Linked DNA regions of Sus scrofa: region 1 is linked to region 2. Evidence: chromatin contacts called from public Hi-C data. All regions are on one chromosome and are shown on one strand. Each heading gives the region's core, a stretch centred on a gene start, on an enhancer-like site or on the middle of the called end of the contact. The rest is flanking DNA. Distances are from core to core; before and after follow the strand shown. Region 1 holds the start of PPFIBP1 (liprin-beta-1). Region 2 overlaps PPFIBP1 (liprin-beta-1).

The links. Hi-C and Micro-C count contacts between places; a contact is called where the count stands out from the background.
Region 1: a contact with region 2 is called in a Hi-C map of skeletal muscle, with 1.9 times the contacts expected there. The contact joins the promoter of PPFIBP1 here to the enhancer-like site in region 2. A contact is called at or near these places in 6 of 47 Hi-C or Micro-C datasets (embryonic fibroblasts, liver and skeletal muscle) and 1 of 2 datasets of contacts at active chromatin or transcription factors (skeletal muscle).

What each region holds. Positions count from the first base shown.
Region 1 is chr5:46,218,008-46,224,415 of Sscrofa11.1, forward strand. PPFIBP1 (liprin-beta-1) reads right to left here and starts at 4,887. Exons shown (of 28, transcript XM_021092144.1): 1 at 4,666-4,887.
Region 2 is chr5:46,123,826-46,129,810 of Sscrofa11.1, forward strand. All of the region lies in intron 2 of PPFIBP1 (liprin-beta-1), which reads right to left. Among named protein-coding and RNA genes, the nearest start is that of C5H12orf71, 20 kb to the right of the region's middle. Within about 2 kb of position 4,011, at least 5 of the 83 cell types and tissues checked have an H3K27ac peak or open chromatin away from gene starts, as enhancers often do. A contact at or near this core is called in skeletal muscle, where this site is marked.

The sequences.
Region 1 (6,408 bases), core at 3,637-6,136, 95 kb after region 2:
TTGCAGTGACATTATTTACGCAACTGCAGCCATGCTGTCGAGTTATTATGTTAAGAAAGTAGGCCATGGAATTTTAGCCTTATTACTGTCTTTCAAATAATGTAAATTCAATAAACTATCCCTATAAAAACCTCATACCATCCTGTGATGATGAGATTACATGTATGCAAAATATTATATATGGAGAGAGAGAGAAGGGTGATTAAAAAGCCAGCCCAAGGACTTCTGTGAGCTATGTCCCAGGTGCAGAAATATAAGATGACACAGGCATATTCAGTGATATGGTTCAAACTTACATTCGGAGCATGGACGAGTTAACACAGTTCCCCATGGGCCTACCTACTCCTTCCCAAGAACTACCTCCCTTGCCGAAAGAATCTGGCCACTTATGAATGGACTTGCCCCCTAAAAACAGTACCTTTAGTCCCTCTCTCGCCAGGTAACACTAACTTTTCCTTGTTAACCACCACACAAGACTAGGAATCAGCGCATCTTCTCTCTTGAACGTGCATCTGTTTTTTTATCAAATGCTTAGTTTCTCTAAGTTAAAGGAGAGGTGAAAATACCTTGCCTCACTCTGGAGTTCAAAGGGTGTCCGTAAAATCACCAGCCAGCCCCCAAGGTCATGGTTCTTGACCTTCCTCCTCCACAGTCCATATTTGAGACATGAGCCTTTACCAGAATGACTGCGAGTTAATGGAGTCTGAGTCTGTACAATTCCTTCAGTCATGGGCATTTTTGGGTGCACTATGGGACAGAAACAGCCACGAGATCTTTCTATTCTGAACGCATTACATTTGCCAACACAAACAAGGATGTGAATGTGGGCCAGTCAAAATGTGAGTCATACCAAGTTCTAGGCAGACATGCAACCAAAGTTCAGTCACAAATGTGACAACACACCCACCTGGATCACTCAGAGTCCAAACCCACATTTCAGAAACAGAAGCTCTTCAAGGGGAACAGACTGGTCCAGGTTTCACTCCAACCCTCTTCTCCTCTGATAACTGCCTAATAAGTGTACAGACTTAAAACTGCTGGAAGGGCCCACTTTTTCATCTAAAATCCAGTTGTTTCGTGTTTTAGATCCTTCAAAGTGGGAAAAACTATTGAAGTAAAAGAAACACTCACTTGGCTTTTTGAAACATTATCAACTAATGCCAAACTGGCATCAATAATTACTATATTTAAAAGAGAGTGTGAAAGATGAGTCTTTGTATTTTCCAGGGTGGGTTGGCTCGATTTCGTTTTGTTTTTTCAATCCATGAACTCCACTTAATAAAGCATCAGTCTTTGTGGTGGTGATATAAGTGACAAAAGCTGTAGACTATTGGCTAGAAAAATGGTTCTGACATGCACTGTGATGAATTTGACATAATACACCAGAGAGGCAAGGAAGTGTATAAGCCCAGAGCAGTTTTTGGATAGTGTCGATTTGGGGGCAGTTTGATGACTGGTTTAATTGTGAAATTATCAACCTTTAGCGGAAGGGAAATGCTGGCCAGAGGACAGACACTTTGTTCCCTTTGTCCCCAAACAACACCTCGTGTCACTAACCTTAACAGCTTTGAATCTTATCCTTACACCCATCTGTTTCACCAAGATTAAAAAATAATAATAATAAAATCATGCCTCCTTAAAAGATTTCACAATAGGCTGCTCAATTAGGATTTTTTTTTTTTTTTTTTTTTTTTTTTAACTTTCAAAGCTAATGTGACTTTCTAGGGAGATCTCTGGGAATTAACAAAAAGCCACCATTATGCTATATCTCTTGCCCAGGTTTCAACTGTGAAGGAACATTTCTTTAGTAAAGAATCAAGACACAGGCCCAAAATATGAATGGATATTCATATATTCATTCAATCATTCATTCATTGTTTGGAAAAAGTAATTCATGTCAGGTCAGGTCAAAACTATGTAATAATATCTCTGCAAAGACAGAATGATGAACAAGGTCTTCGTTCAGGTAACAGTTTGAAAGATGTGCTATTTTGAATGCAGGAATTTTTTAAAATGGGAGATGAAGACTTCAAAGTTACTTTTAAAGTAAAAATTCCTAACATAATCTAAATTAATTACAAAATACAAATATGTCATGAACATGAAAGACAGGTTTTAAAAAGAAGTCAGCTAGTCAGTAACTGAGGAGAAAAAAATGATCTTATTCTGATTTATCTCAGGCTGCTACTGTGAGTGACAAAAAGACTATATAAACAGTTAATGAACTCTCCTTTACTGAACTTGTTTCCAAAAAATGCCTACAATGCCCTTGAAATTAGGCACTATTAATCTGTAACTACACTGTGCACTGAATGTCAAGTCAACATCTGTCCATAAAGGCCAGATTCTCCTATTTTAAATAACTATCGCAACTATGATAGCTGCTGGTCAAAGAATTTAACCAAAACCTGATCCTACCTTTCTCAATAACTCAAACATTGTTCTAGTTTTGTCCCTTCTTTTGGCTATGGCACGCAGTGGCTTGATATGGCATCTCAGTTCCCAGACCAGGGATTGATCCCACGCCACAGCAGTGAAAACATCAAGTGCTAACCACCAGACCACCAGCGAACTCCCTCAAACTTTCTCCTTTGAAAGAACTGTGTTTTACTATATATCACATCTTCCTTCTACACACAGAGGGAGCAAGAAAAATACTGGTTAAACCAAGTATATAAAATTACTGTTACTATTCAAAAGTGTGAATGAAATGTAAAACTTTGATATATTCAAGTCCCTAAGCCAGGACTCGTTTCTTGAAAAGGAGTATAAATAAATTTGAACTTGGCTCATCAGGATAACATCCTTGAGATACTACCTGACTGGTTTTAGGCTCCAGTGAACTCTCACCAGCCCACAAAAATTCTACCTCACCTCTTGCTCTTTCCTGCTGAAAAAGTACATTGGAAAACACAGCATGATTTATGTCCTTCCTACAGAATATAAATAGAAACGATTTGGTCACCGTTATTTCAGAGACATGAGACAATTTCTGTTTCTTAGTCCAAAACACACATCGAAATGAAAATGTTCTGGCCTTTCCAGTCAAGCACACCTTCCCTTTGCAAAAAGCCTGATCTCTATCCACCTTGTGCTAATTAAATTTTCGAGAACAACAATACAGATCCAGGTGTTTTATAAACAACAGCAAAAACAAAACAAAACAAAAAAAAAAAACACACTTCTTTCTTGCCCTGAAACTTAACTGTCACCTGGTTAGAAAGACAGAGAACCTCATGTATGAAGTCTTGCATCTCCACACTTGCCAACTTGGGTTATCAGGTGCAATTTGGTGGCTTCTTTCTTTCCTCCTGTCGGGGAAATGCCCTTTGGTTCAGGCACCTGAGGTGCAGCTTTTGATTCACAGTGAAGTCCACAGTTTCCTCCCAACCTGGCAACAGAAGGCTCCTCACTGCTGAGGAACTCTGGTAAAAGCAAAGGGAAACCTGACTCAGGAGTCTCAGCGCAGACACTCTCTTTCCTTCTCCAAAAGAAAGAGCCTTCAGCGATGATGAGTGAGGATCCTGAATCAGTTTATGGAGTTAATTTTTTTCACCAGAAAACAACTGTAGGACCTGGGCACACAAAATCTCCAAGCAAGAAATAGAAAGGGTTTGAAACCACAAATAAGCAAAAATCAGAATTCTACACTTCCACTTGTCAAAATACCCTTTAGCTCTCGACAGGCCATTGCTTTCCCTAAATACCAAACTTAGACACTCAATCAGGTTCTTCATCTATTGCTCTCTGCACTTCTTATTGAAAGGAAGGATTTGTTTTGGTCCCACATGTTGGAAAATTCATGTTCCTATAATTAAGAGTTTGTATGCCACGCCTTCTGCCACATTTCCCTGTAAAAACTCCCTTCTCTAAAAAGGATCCATGAAAACAACTACCAGCCCTCATCTTTCTCTCAAGCAATCCACAGAAGACAGATCCAAAGGTTCTCGGCAGCCTTCCTAACCCCTCCAGATCACAAAGTTGGCAAGCCATGGGATTCTCCGCTAAAATGTAAGAATGAAAACGAGTTGGCGTTGAAGTGTGCCCCCAAGAGACCGGTTTTCCCACAGGCTCAATGAATTTCCCACACCCCAAATGAATTCCTCAAATCTTGACTATGGAAAAGGATTTTTTATGTTATTATGTAAGAATATATAAACATAACAATGACAGTCTTTCATTTAAAGCAACGCATAATAGGCCACAGGAGAACCAAAAAAATACAAAACTTTTCTCCTCTCTCAAAGAGCATAATGTTTGAGTCCATATTTCATAAACTTTTAGTGACATTTTAAAAGAACACCCCTACACACACACACACACACACACACACACACACACACACACACACACACACACACCACTCCTCTGATCGGGGTTCTCAAGTATTATTAGAAGACTAGGGTGTGGGGGGTTTAAGGACACAGTCAAGATTTTACATGTCGAATTCCGGAGGTATTTTTCCCATACAAACTAGTTGAGAGCCCCAGTTGTTAAGCCCTACCGCACCCCGCAAAAAGTGTGGGTTCCCACTGGGAGAGAGGAGTGAGCTGGGAGAGAGGAGTGAGCTGGAAAAGGAAATCGAGTGGGGAAAAGGAGGAGCAGCTACAACCACACAACGGTGCCACTGCTTGCCGGTCCCCAAGAGAGGACAAACGCCCTTACCTGGGGGAGGAGAGCCGCCCGCACGAGTTGCAAAAGTTCTGGTTCACCTTCGCTCGGAGTTCAAAGCGCCGGCCCTCTGCCCCCACGGCAGTCTGGCCACTCCGAGTCCTCTCCCGGCCGGCTCCCGCCTTCCCCACCCTCTCGGCCCTACACCATGTCAGGAATCCGGGCAGGCACCGAGCTGGGAGCTGACATCACTCCCAGTTCCAGGTACCTCCCCTCCCTCGCGCCCGCCCGCCCGCCTCCCTCCCCGCAGAAATTAGCCAAAGAGAGGACGCCGGGGGGGCGTTGGCGCGCCCCCGCTCGCGCTGATTGGGCCCGCGGGCTGTCAGTCAGAGGAGCCCACTAATTTTACACATTCCTCGCTGAGCCCGGCAAGGGCTGGAAGTGGGTGTTGATGGAAAAAAAATGCTGCCTTTCCTGCTATCTCTAAGGGAGGGAGAATAATGGTACGAGGAAGATCCTTGCGGGTGGCGTTTTAAACTTTTCTTGGCGCATTTACCCTCTCCCAGGTCGGAAACGAAACTAACCCACCCAAGCCCCCTTTTGAAGGAAAAACAGTCGCCTCTGTGTCACGGGCAAGTCCGAGTCCGGCGGCGCGTGGAGCAGAAAATGGCTAGCTTGAAGTCAGGCAAATAAAGGAAAACGCCAGCTCCCTCTGCTAACCCTTTTATCTTGGGACGGCTGGGCGTTCCCTTAGACGGGAAATTTAGAACTTCAAAAGCACTTCGGGAAGATGTGAAGGAGAATCCTAGAAACCGCGACCCAGCTCTGGGTTGTTAACCGGGGGTGTTATCCACCATGCGGCGGCTTTTGCTTTTAGCGATGGAAACCCAGCACACGAGCTTCCAGGCAAATAAAATTGAACCTCTGAAGAACAATTACTATTTACCTTTTTAAAGATCTTAAGGCTGCTGTTTCCATGCACAATTGAAGGGGGATGGGGGTGGGGGAACCTCACAATTGAGTTCAGCAAGCCACAGGAGAATAATTACTGTTGAATGGAACCAATTGCAGTGGCTGAGGAATCAATTAAGAATTAACTAACGTTTACGCTGACAGCTATCAGGCAGTATAATACTCCCGGCCAACAAAACAGAAAGATTCCCAGGAAATGGGTCTTTCAGTTTGCCTAATAACTGCTTGCAAGGCAGGACTAAATGGTGAAAAGTGGCCCTCTTTACATGATATATAGATATATTATCCATCATCTTCTGGAATTACAATGAATGAATTATTGGTTTCCTGTTGGATTTTATTGTTTGTTTTTTTGATGGATGACACGTCATACATTTCACCATCCTGCCAAAAATTGTAGAAGGGAGGCAGAGAGTCCACCATTGTGTCTCACTTCAATCTTCACATCCATCCTGTAAAGTGAGTGTCATTAGCCTCATTTTAACCTAAAGGAATCCAAGGCTCAGCAAGCTTAGGTAAGTAAATTGCTCCAGAACACCCAGGACTGGGGTTGAAACCCAGGTTCATTTGACTCTGAAGCTATTTATTCTCTTTAAAGTAGTGATTGCCCACAGTCTACACTCACTCCAACACTATCATGCTAAAAAAAAAAAAAAAAAAAAAAAAAATCTGAAGACCCAGATAATGCTCACAGACCTGCTCTTTTACCATGATGCTGTTTGTCAAACCTACACAAATTCCAAGCTCCTGACTTGTATTTCTGAATCCATTTCCCTCCAACTCTAAGTCTTTCTATGCACCACTTTGAAAGGCATTTTCTAAAAC
Region 2 (5,985 bases), core at 2,761-5,260:
AAAAACTTCTAGACCTAAAAACCCCAGCCAAAAAACAAACAACTCTCGAATTCTTCCCCTCACCCTTCACAAGTTACAGATCTAGCCCGGACTCTTCACAATTTATCCCCTTGAAATGAGAGGTCCCCAACACTGCCTCATCCTGTGCCCACTCCAGTTTGGCTACCATGGAAATATCACCAAAAATGGAATCAGCACCTTGAAGAGGAGACATGGCTGCCAAGTGGCAAGAGAAGAGATTCAAGCAAAAACCAAAAAATTCCTAGAAACATTGTAAATGTTCATCAATGGAGTTCTCAATATGAACCTGTGGAACTGAATTCAGAAAATTTTGGAAAGAGGGCACAAAAATAAATAGATTAGGAAGTTCCCTTGTAGTGCAGCAGATTAAGGATCCCATGTTGTTGCAGCTACAGTGAAGGATGCAACTGTGACACAGGTTTGATCCCTGGCCCAGGAACTTCCACATGACGTGGTGTAGCCAAAAGAACTAACTAACGAACTAACTAGATTTTAAAAATTCTCTCCTTAACAATGAATTGTCTTAAAAACAATGGAGATAAGGATATAAAAAGGAAGAAAAAATGAGGAGGAAGGAAAACAGGGAAGAAAAGGGAATAAAAAATGGAAAAAAAGAAAATAGCATTTATTAACCAACTCTGGCAACTGGAGCATCAGTGGCCTAGGACTCTGACAATAAAAAAAGAGAGAAGGAGTTCCCTGGTAGCTCAGGTCACTGCTGTGGTGCAGATTCGATCTCTGGCCCCAGAACTTGGGCAGGCCATGGGTGTGGCCAAAAAATAAAAAGAGAGAACAGGAGAAGCTTTCTAAAAGCTAAGCATAACCATTTAATAATAATTAATTAATATGCCCCAAGGACTCTCTTGTATACAGGAATGTCATAGTCAGCAGCTTACTGAGCTTTTCTTAACTTGCTGGAGGCCCCAATGTGTAAGTAAAAAGCCAAAGGGCAGTTCCTGCTGTGCACAGGCTGCAGCTGTGGCTCGGATCTGATCCCTGGCCTGGGAACTCTATATGCTGAAGAGCAGCCAAAAAAAAAAAAAAAAAAAAAAAAGAAAGAAAGAAAGAAGGAAGGAAGGAAGGAAGGAAAGAAAGAAAGAAAAGTCAAAGGGGCTAGGAATCTTGCTTGTCAAGGGGGAAACAGCTACCAGAGACAAATCTCTGCTAAAACCATCTAACCAGGGGATAGGAAGAGAGAGTAAATTTTGAGTAGCTTCCTGGAATGTTTGAGACCTGCAGAGTGAGGTCAAAACCACACAAGTGCATCAGAGTGGACAGGGAAGGAGTTCCCGTCGTAGCGCAGTGGTTGATGTATCCGACCAGGAACCATGAGGTTGCAGGTTCTATCCCTGCCCTTGCTCAGTGGGTTAACGATCCGGCATTTCCGTGAGCTGTGGTGTAGGTTGCAGATGTGGCTCAGATCCAGCGTTGCTGTGGCCCTGGTGTAGGCCAGCAGCTTCAGCTCCGATTGGACCCCTAGCCTGAGAACCTCCATATGCCACGGGAGCGGCCCAGGAAATGGCAAAAAGACAAAAACAAACAAACAAAAAACCAAACAACAACAACAACAACAACAACAAAAACAGAGTGGACAGGGAAGACCAGGTGGTTATTTACCCAGAGGAAGGAACTGGGAGTTAGTTTGATTGCCCTGTGCCCCAAGAAAAGCGGAAGTCAAGGGAGGTAGAACAGCACTTAACAACAGTCCAAGGAGTTCCTGACGTGGCTTAGGGGAATCTGACTAGCATCCATGAGGATGCAGGTTCAATCCCTGGCCTTGTTCAGTGGGTTAAGAATCTCACACTGCCGGGAGCTGTGGTGAGGTCAATGGTCAAAGGCCTATTGTTTGTTTGTTTTTTGTCCTTTTGTCTTTGTAGGGCTTCACCCACGGCATCTGGAGGTTCCCAGGCTAGAGGTCCAACTGGAGCTGTAGCTGCTGGCCTACTCCACAGCCACAGCCACAGCAATGCCAGATCCAAGCCACATCTGCAACCTACACCACAGCTCACGGCAACACCGGATCCTTAACCCACTAAGCGAAGCCAGCCAGGGATGGAACCCACAACCTCATGGTTCCTAGTTGGATTCGTTTCTGCTATGCCATGATGGGAACTCACAAAAGTCTATTGTTAAGCCTGATACTTCAGGTCTTGAAGTTTTTTTTTAAAACATCCTCATGTCTAAGCTCTGAAGGGAGATTTCCCCTGGAGAGAGTTTTCGTCAACATTTATATGGATCCCCCAGGCTCCTCTTCTTCAAAGAGGTCAGGTGCCAGAACCATGGGGCTACCAGGTGGATGTTAGAAAATCTGGGCTCCTCTCTGGAGCTTCCTGGAAGTTTCTGTGGGCCTCTGGGATTCGCTCCAACCAGAAGTCAGATATGGCAACCAGGAACAGTAACTGCCACTCATGGAGAGCTTTTGGTCCTTGGCATTGGAATGATCCAGAACTAGGAGAGCCTCTCAGAAGCTACCAGTTACTCCTGAAGAGATGGGGCCCTAGGCCTCCTTCTGCTTAGGTATGGTCCTCAGCTCAAGTTTCCATAAATAAAAAGAAACCAGCCAGAGACAGAACTTCTATGGTAGGAGTCTAGGTTTTAAAAGATGTCTGAGATGGTTGATAGCCTTATTGTTTATTAGTTTTATTAAAAATATGGCCAACAGCTTTGGGTTGGCTAGCAAGTGGTAGAAGAGCCTATTTTAACCAAGCAATCCATCCCTTAGGAGGGTGGCAGAAAAAAATGGCTCTCACTCATTAAATCCTTTTTTTTTTTTAAACACCAAGTGTTCGGGTGGACTGCATGCTTGTTCCCATTCCATGAGAGAATTCCCCAAGAGATGCCTTTCTTAAAAAAGACTTGGCAAAAGCAGAGGTGAGGGTGGTAGTGGTGGGGATCCCTAAGCTAACTAAAGACTTTTACCTGGGAGGAACTCCTTGTTTAAAGGGTATTCGGTCAATGGGGGGAGGGCAGGAAGGAGGAAGGGAGAGTCGGCTGTGTCACGAAGAAACAGAGAGCTGACTTTGTCTCAGGTAAATATATACTTTTTTTTTTTAATTTCCCTAATACATTATCTTTTTTTCTACTGTACAGCATGGTGATCCAGTTTACTTTTTTTTTCTTTGTAGGGCCGAACCTGTGGCATATGGAAGCTCCCAGGCTAGGGGTCGAACCGGAGCTGCAGCCACAGCCACGCCAGATCTGGGCCATGCCTGCAACCTACACCACAGCTCACGGCAACGCTGGATCCTTAACCCAGTGAGCGAGGCCAGGGATCTAACCTGTATCCTCATGGATACTAGTCAGATTTGTTTCTGCTGTGCCACAACGGGAACTCCAATATATACATTTCTTATTTGATAAAAATTTTATAATATCCCGCTTTAGCTTAATAGTAAAGATGACTAGGGTCTTTCACACAGAGCCAGGGAGGATCCTTGACCTTGGTGTCCTTCCATGTTGCTACAGGCTCAGATGTATGGTGATGGTGATGCCTTGCAGGATCCAAGTAGCCCTAATTTCTGCTTCCCACAGGGATGGGTAGTTTTACTAAGAGATTGCTGATATTATAGAATATGCCTGAGAAGAGGCAAAACCTGACTCATGTAGCAGAAAGCAGAGAAACGCTCCCATTCGTCCCAGTCTCTCGGGCTAGGAGAAATGAAAAATGGGTTGTGTCTCAATGCCCAGAAGCCTAAGAAGATACATACCAGTCACATTAACACATAGCAGGCTTGGGAACAGGGGGTGGAGCTAGTTTAAAAATACATATGGGGGCATACAAGTGTGACCGGAGCCAGGGGCTTTAGAGAGAAAGGCTTGGCAGAGGCCTCCATCTTCCAGAAACTGGGAAAGGCGCAGAGAAGAAAAGGAAGACATCCTTCAGCTTAAGAACCAATATCTCTGAAGGAATCATTGGACAGTATGACAATGACCTGCCAGAATGTCCAGCTGCAAGTTCCCACAATAAGCAGTCAGTCCAAAGCACTGGAGAGCTGTGAGTGTCCAAACCACGCAGCTAAATAAGGCTCAGGTGGAAAATAAAGGCCATGCGTGAGTGGTGTAACCCAAACAAGTGTCAAGTAAAAACACACTACAGATCAACATGTTATGGGATTGTAAATCCTCTGAACATGGAATGGCTTAGATATTTTAAAAGTCATGGATGTGCATGGAAAGGGCGTGGCGAAAGCTCCCTTATTAAAGGTGCATTTCTCATATTTGTTTTCATTTATCTGATACTTTTTGGCCTAATGACTCATGAAATGAATGAGAGAGAGAGAGAGAAGGAGGGAGGGAGGGAGAGAATGGAACTGCAGAAGCAACACTGTCAACCCTCAGGTGCTCTGTCAGGTAGCAAGAAAGGGTGAAAATTCCGCAAATTTACAGATTTCTTTTGGCCATTTGAAGAAGATTTCAGAATGAGTATAGCTAAGGAATAAGTATTCCTCAGGCTAATTTGTATCAAAGCTCAACTATAAGTGGTGTGATAGGTCCCTACAAATTCATACATTGAAATCCTAACCCCCAGTCCTTTAAGAAGTGCCCTCAATTGGAGAGAACGTCTTTACAGGTTGTGACGTTAAAATGGGATCATTCAGTGGGCCCTGTCCCATTATGACTGGTGTCCTCATAAAAAAAAAAAGAGAGAGAGACACACACATTAGGAAGAGGATGTGAAAACACAAGAAGACAGTCATCCCCAAGCCAAGGCGAAAAGCCTGGAATGGATCCTTTCCTCACAGTGCTCAGAAGGGTTCCAACTCTACCAATACTTTGACTTTGGACTTTCAGCCTCCAGCACTGTGAGAATAAACTTCTGTTGTTTAAACCACCCAGTTTTTTTTTTCTTTTCTTTTAGGGCTGCACCCACAGCACATTGAACTTCCCAGGCCAGAGGTCGAATAAGGGCTGTAGCTGCCAGCCTAAGCCACAGCCACAGCAACTCTAGATCTGAGCTGCATCTGTGACCTACACCACAACTCATGGCAAGGCCAGATCCTTAACCCACTGAGTAAGGCGAGGGATCGAACCTGCATCCTCATGGATACTAGTAGGGTTTGTTACCGCTGAGCCACAACGGGAACTCCTTCACCCAGTTTTTTACGGCAGCCCTTGCAAACCAGCACCAGTGGGGAGGCCCAGCATGCAATGCTGGCCGTGGCAGCAGCAGATTGCCTAAGTGCGAGGGGTAAAAGGACCCATGATTACCACGGCACAGGCATCCAATAAGGCAGAGCTGAGAGACCCAGCTACAGCTCTACAGGGAGGAGTGAGTTTTCCAAGGCAACGATCTGCTATCTCTTCTCAGTGACAACATTCAACCACTGCCTTGATGACCCAGCAATGAACATGATACACTAATTCAATTAGATCCAGCATATTCAGCCATTGCAATATCATAACAAACATTTACAGAGCAACTGCTTGCTCCCGGATTCAAAGTCTGTTCCTACTGAGAGACCTAGTGAAGACCTACAGGGAATGTCCTTGACTCCTTTGAAATTACAAAGGTATTAAGTATGTATGGTTATTTTTCATAACTTTCTTATACTCCTCGCTAAATAAGATTTACTCACACCCATAAATCTGAAGGGGAAAAAAAAAAAAGACATCAAAAAACTCCTGGCTATTCAACACTGAGTTTAAAAACAAGAAACAAAACTGCCCCCAAATCATAGGCAAAATGATCATAATAATATGTATGCAGTGTTTGCGTGGGGAGAGATCAATGCTGGGATCCTGGCAGAGGACACAAGGATAGATAACATGTACATCAAAGCAATCTCGGATTGATGAACAGTTTTGTACCAACAATGAAACTGCCTAATAAAATGTTCAATTTAAATGTTTAATAAGATGACTCATACCCAGTAAGAACCAGGTCTCCTCCCATCTCTTCTGCTGCCAGGTCTCGAATACTTCAAGTCATTTTCACAAGAGCAAACATGTTACAGGAAGGAATGC